Regions from separate parts of the Macaca mulatta genome. Here region 2 is linked to region 1. The links are chromatin contacts, called in public Hi-C maps. All regions are on one chromosome and are shown on one strand. Each heading gives the region's core, a stretch centred on a gene start, on an enhancer-like site or on the middle of the called end of the contact. The rest is flanking DNA. Distances are from core to core; before and after follow the strand shown. Region 1 has its middle 54 kb from the start of MIR6827. Region 2 has its middle 22 kb from the start of CEP63.

Region 1 (3,093 bases), core at 387-2,886:
AATCCCGGCCCCACCTTTCAGCTAATCAGCTGAAGGGTCTGATCTCCTCTACCTCCCCAGTGACAACCTCCCAGCTCTGCTTTCTGTCCCTGCCCTCCGAGCTCCCATCAGTCCTTTCCTGGATATTGCCCAAGTTCAGTCTTCCTGGCCCTGACCCTCCTTGCTTCATTCATCCTGTTCTCAGCCCTTGGGCCAATCTCCCACGCTGCACCTGCAAGCAAGGCCCTCCTCTGCTCCAATTCCTCCTTGCCTACAGCATCGGGTTCCCTGGATGTATTTCAGGATCTTTATGATGCCCTCCACCATGCCAGTCTCATGTCCTGCATGCTACCACCCCCCAATCAGGGAGGGACAAAAATCAGGAAGTTCCATGACTAGACCCGCATGGTCTTCTCTTTGGGCAGGCCCCTCCACAGGGATGAAGAGCTGGACAGCTGCCTTTTCGGAACCAGAAATCAGTATCACGAAGGGGAAGAGGAGTCAATCAGGCAAGGTGCTGAGAGACCAGCCAATGTACACAGAGCGCCTACTAGGTGCTAAGCCCCACGCCAGATGCTTATGGGCATTATCTGTCAGTCCCCACAATACTCCCACAGCAGCGTGCTGAGTCCTGATTCTCTTCTCACTCTTAACAGGCCACTGCTGTGCCTCTTGCAGAAGACGGGCTCCATAGACGAATCAATATCATGGGTGGACGGAGGTGGACACCCTGACCCTTACTGTGACTCCGCTGGGCCTTTGGCAGGCATGGGGAGAGGCCAGGAGCAGACTTATGCTCCGTTTGGGGGCCAATCGCACCACAGGCTCTTCCTCTGCACATAAGGTTCCGTCTGTCTAAAATACTCTTCTTCTCCCATCTTTTGGGCTGACTCCTAGTGGTCTTCCGGGTCACTTTGCAGCTTCTCCCAGGAAGCCCTCCTGGATCTCCACCCCCAATCTGGGTTATTCCTCACTGTTCCCCCACACCCTGGGCTTCCCCCACCTCTCCCTGGGTGTTTCAGAGACTGTCTAGAGGATCAGAATGTCAGCCCCTCAAGGACAGGATGACTTCACCTCTGTGCCCCCAGAATTAATCTCACGGACTGGCACGGAGCAGAGGCTCGGTAAATATTTGTTGAATGAGTTAAATGCTGTTAGGTATTCAGTCACTCCCTGGCCGATCAGAAAGCACCTAATCCTAAACTAGACGGTCTGCTTTCCCCCTTCTCTCCTCAGGTCTTGCCATTCACAATTGTGCCCACAATAAATGGGCACATTTTGGGATCTGAACCCTGTGCCCCTTGAGGCTGATGATGGAGAGGGGTAGGTCCTATCTCCTCTGAGCTACTGGCTCAGCTTCCTCAGTGCCTGAGCGGACCACTGCGGGCTTCCCTCCTTTCCTCCACCGCGACTGGTCTCGCCGCACCCCTGTCCGGTGCCTCCTGCAAGTCCCTCCTGGTCGGCGGCCCTCGGGGCCCTGTCCTCCACCCGGACGGACGGACGGACGGACGTGCCGGGGGCTCTGTGTGGCGGGGTGGCACAGAAGGGGCTGGCGTTCTCCAAGGGGAGGAGAACAAACTTGTGCGCTCAGAGCGCGCAGTGAACACCCTGTTCACATTCCTGCGCCGGCCGGAATGCCGGCCCGGCACCAGCCAAAGGCCGCATTCCTCGCGCCGCGGCCAGCGCGCAGCCCTGGCTCCCGCCCCGCCTCTTCCCTCCCCGGGCCCGAGCACCAGCCAGTGCGGGCGCCCCCCGGCGGCTGCCCCACTCCGCGCCCAGCCCGCCTTTTGAGTCTGAGCGTCCCCTCTCCCTCTTCCCCGGGAAGCGTCCGGCTTCGCCACAGTGCTGCTTCCGTTTCTGCAGCCCTACGCCTCCATCGCTTTTAGTTTTGTTGTTTGCTCCCAATGAAAACAGGTAAAAACCTTCCACGGCGCCTTAGAACCTTGGTGACAAACACCTCCTTCATCTCCAGGCTTCCCCGCCCCGCCCCCACCATCCCCCGGGCGCGGCCGTGGCCCTCTCAAACGCCCGCACCCCCTCAAACGCCCGCACCCCCTGGGGCTCCCGCCAGGGCTCCAGGCGCCCGAGGTCGGCTCCCAAGCAGGCGCCTCGGGTCGGAGGTCCCGCTGCAGCCTCGGCCCTGCCTGCCCCGCCCGGAGGCTCTGCAGAGGGCTCAGAGAAGGAAACGCAGTCCGCCAGTCCCTGCGGCTCTGAATTGGAAACTGCGAGAAAATGGGTCAAAGTAACACTGTAGGAGTGTCCACCCGCCCCGCCAGATAAAGCGCCGCTCCCCTGTAGTGAGGATCACGCTCCTGGGGAGAATTGAGGCCCCAAGAAAATCCATAACCACTGGGCTGGGGGTTTCCACAACGGTATAGAAACCACTCGGATCACACACACCAGCTCACACACACAGCTGCGCCGACGTGGAAACTCCACGGAATCAAGTGAGCAAATGGACTGTTCCCTAAAGCCAGACCACAGGCCTGCGGAAGTTCCTGCCGTCCAGCAGGGACTCCAGGCAGGAGTGTATGATGTCCGCTTGTCCCTGCAGGGGGCCTTGCGCAGATTCCCGGCCAGTGTGTGCTTCCCAGGGCGGGCAAAGCATGGGCTTTCACCCATTTTCCCAGCTTGTTGATGGGGAGCTTTCTCAGTGGGAAAAGTGCCACGGCCTAACATCATTTGCTTGGGAAAATTTGCATGTTTATCAGCCCACAGACCTGTGAAGGACTCACCCTGTGAATGAAGTGACACCTGGGAACCCAGTAATGCAGCAAGGCATGCCTGGAACTTGCATTGCTCACCATCCGAGCGTGGTTTGTGCTGCCAGGAAAGGCGGGAAAACAGAATCCAGACTCTGATTGGCAGACACCCGGCCTGGAGGAAGGGTGGGAAGTCAGGAGCGCTGCATGGGTAGCTGAGCTTGATGGCTGACTTGCCTTGCTTGGTTGGTTTCGTAGCCTCTCAGAGCAGGAAAATAAAGTGGTCCCCTTCCTACCTGGCAGGGGTGTGGCCTGCAATATCTGGAGGTAGGCCCAGAGCGACCAGGGGGCAAGTGGCCATGCAGCCCTGATTTGAGGTTGTAGCCCTTGCTCAAGGTCTGTCTCTTCCCCG
Region 2 (3,205 bases), core at 320-2,819, 150 kb before region 1:
GCCTCCCAAGTAGCTGTGATTACAGGTGCACACCATTGCATCCAGCTAATTTTTGTATTTTTTTTTTTTTTAGTCAAGACAGGGTTTCATCATGTTGGCCAGGCTGGTCTCGAACTCCTGACCTCAGGTGATCCACCCACCTTGGCATCCCAAAATGCTGAGATGACAGGCAGGAGCCACCACACCTGACCTGGTATTATAATCTTATGGGACCACCATTGTATATGTAGTCTATCGTTTACCAAAACATTGTCATGAAGTGCATGACTGCATTATATGATTTCATTAATGCATAGATTACTAGGTTATAAAATGCTATAGGGACAAGATCCCAACTTTCAAATGTCTAAGCAAAGGGTATGTATTTATCTCTCCGTGTATCTAGAAAGAGAGAGAGGGAAAGAAAAAATGACAAAATGGAACATTCGTTGGATCTAAGTGGAGTGATATGGCTGTTCATTGTACCATTCTTACAACTTTTCTGTACTTTTAAAATTTTTCATAACAAAGTTAGAAATAAAAACACATCAAATACACATCATTGGACACACACATTCTTTTCTTGTGCATGCAGATTTTTCCAGATGTGGGAGCAAAGCCTGTGACTTGCTCATCTTCAATTATGGCCAAAAGGCATTGGCAATCTCTCCTTGTACGCTTGTTAGAGTAAGTATCGCCTCGCTCCTGTGGCCAGTGTCTTTAGAAATCTGCAGAGGCCTCCCTGTACACTAAACAAGGTGGACAGCCCCTCTGCAAGGCATGGTCTGGGCCCAGCCTGTTGGGGAACAGAGGCCTAGCTGGCCCTCTGCCCCTCTTCCTGCAGAGGCAGCAGAGCCCATGGCCCCTTTAAGGCACCTTTGCCATCGAACATGCCCCCCTACATGTGTTTGGACGCTCCCTGGTGACAGTGCCCAGGGTTGCTGCACTCGGCATCCCTGTGTGTTCATGTTCATCCCTATAAACATGCCCCCCATGTGTGTTTGGACTCTCTCCGGTGATGAAGCCACGGGGCTGCTACCCCTGGCATCCCTATGAAGGGCCAAGTGACCCTTGGCAAGAAGAGAAGCTGCAGGCCCCTTCAGGGCCACACCACGGGTCTCTGACAGAGTCCATTCGCTGGAGCTGCTATTCACAGACCCCTCACTTGCTCCTCAGGCTGGTGTTTATTTTTGAGATAGTAGTTTGGGGAGAATGGGGAAAAATTAATTGCAAAAAAAAAAAGGAATTGGAATTTTAATGAGAACCATCTGGAGTGTTTTCCAAGGGTGTAATGTTTGGTACAAGAAAGTAATTCCTTAGCTCAAATGAGGAGAAGAGAAATGAAGGAAACTCTTATATTGTGCTTATTCACCCCCCTGCCAAAAAACGACGCTGAGCAGAACCACCTAAACATGCAAATCACACACGAATGAGGGTGTAGTGGGGGCTTTGGAAACAGGAGAGCCCGAGATTCTGGCTCTGACTTGCCGCAGCAAGGAGAAATGTTTTTCCTCTGCCAAAGAGACTTTGAGGGATGCGTTGTGGTGGGCCTGGGGCCAGTGCCTGGAATTTGGGTAACCATGGAAACAGACCTGCGGGTGACAACAAACACAAGATGGAATTTCAGCATTAGCAGCCAGGGCAGAGGAATGGGAAAGTTCGGGGAAAGTTTTTTTTTTTTTTTTTAACCCTGGGGAATAGGGGAATGAGGGAATGAGGGGAGGTACAAAGAAAGTCTCCGTGCTCTGAAAAAGCGCTCCCACCCAGCACCCCAGCGGAGTCACAGGAAACCAGATTCTCCAGAAGTCTCTATTTTCACTCTACCTATTTTCTTCATGTATTTATAGCCCATCTCATTCCACTAAGGATTCCATAGGGATCTAAAAGCACTTCCCAAGGGGTCTCAGTACACAATTAGATCCCTGTCCTTGGGCCAGCAGGTGACAGGATGCAACATAATCACATATTGTGAAGACAGCCACTCTACTGGTGCATCTCAGTTCATCCTCACAACAGCCCTGCGGCCCAGGAGGGCAGGTCCCCACCTTACCTCTGGGGAAAAGGAAACTGAGGAGCCAGCTGCCCCAGCTGAAGCCCAGCCTCCTCACACCATACCACTACACCTATAATCTTTATTCTGGGAAAATTTGAATAATTATGGTAGCCAACATTTATGAAGAAGAGGAGCAAAACCCTACATCAACCAGTGTGCGAAGGTCAACTATCTGTGTGGTTGCCGGAGTAGGCATGTGTTTCTGCTTCAAGGACATTTGATTGAATGGGAAAGGATTTATGCGATGGGAGGAAGAAATTTTTACAGAGTTATTAGGCATAAAAATTAAAGAAAAGAAACCATGGACTTGAGAATTTTCTTCTCTGAGGTTTTTGGAGGAGGAATAGCTGACATCCGTTTAGATGCCAGAACAAATCAGAGCCTGAGATTGAAAGAAGCATAAAAACATCCACTACAGAATCCTTCCTTTGCAGATGGGGAAACCAAGACAGAATTGGAACTGGAGGCTGAGCACAGTGGCTCATGCCTGCAATCCCAGGACTTTGGGAGGCCAAGGTGGAATGATTGCTTGAGGTCAGGGGTTTGGGACCAGCCTGAGCAACACCGCAAGACCCTGCCTCTACTTTAAAAAATGAAGAAGAGGCCGGGCGCGGTGGCTCACGCCTGTAATCCCAGCAGTTTGAGAGGCCGAGAGGGGCGGATCACGAGGTCAGGAGATCGAGACCATCCTGGCTAACACGGTGAAACCCCGTCTCTACTAAAAAATACAAAAAACTAGCCGGGTGAGGTGGCGGGCGCCTGTAGTCCCAGCTACTCGGGAGGCTGAGGCAGGAGAATGGCGTGAACCCGGGAGGCGGAGCTTGCAGTGAGCTGAGATCCGGCCACTGTACTCCAGCCCGGGCGACAGAGCGAGACTCCGTCTCAAAAAAAAAAAAAAATGAAGAAGAACTTAGTGGGGTGTGGTGGCATGTGCCTGTAGTCCCAGCTACCCAGAAGCTGAGGAAAAAAGATTGTTTGAGCCCAGGAGTTCAAGGTTCATGCCACTGCACTCCTGCCCGGGTGACAGAGCACAAACTTGTCTCAAAAAGAAAGAAAGAAAAAAAAAAAGAAAAAGAAAAAGAAAAAGAAAAAGCTTGCAATCAGAAACTGCAGTCCTGGCTAGAGACATGAGGTACTTTTCTTGACAGGATGTCCCAGGAGAGAGCCCAGAAA

The links. A called contact is a pair of places that touch in the nucleus more often than the background predicts.
Region 2: a Hi-C map of sperm shows a contact between it and region 1, with 5 times the contacts expected there. The contact joins two enhancer-like sites. A contact is called at or near these places in 9 of 14 Hi-C or Micro-C datasets (CD4 T cells, blood, cortical neurons and 6 more).

What each region holds. Positions count from the first base shown.
Region 1 is chr2:37,356,689-37,359,781 of T2T-MMU8v2.0, reverse strand. No RefSeq gene overlaps it. Among named protein-coding and RNA genes, the nearest start is that of MIR6827, 54 kb to the left of the region's middle. Within about 2 kb of position 1,636, at least 16 of the 40 cell types and tissues checked have an H3K27ac peak or open chromatin away from gene starts, as enhancers often do.
Region 2 is chr2:37,505,580-37,508,784 of T2T-MMU8v2.0, reverse strand. No RefSeq gene overlaps it. Among named protein-coding and RNA genes, the nearest start is that of CEP63, 22 kb to the left of the region's middle. Within about 2 kb of position 1,569, at least 13 of the 40 cell types and tissues checked have an H3K27ac peak or open chromatin away from gene starts, as enhancers often do.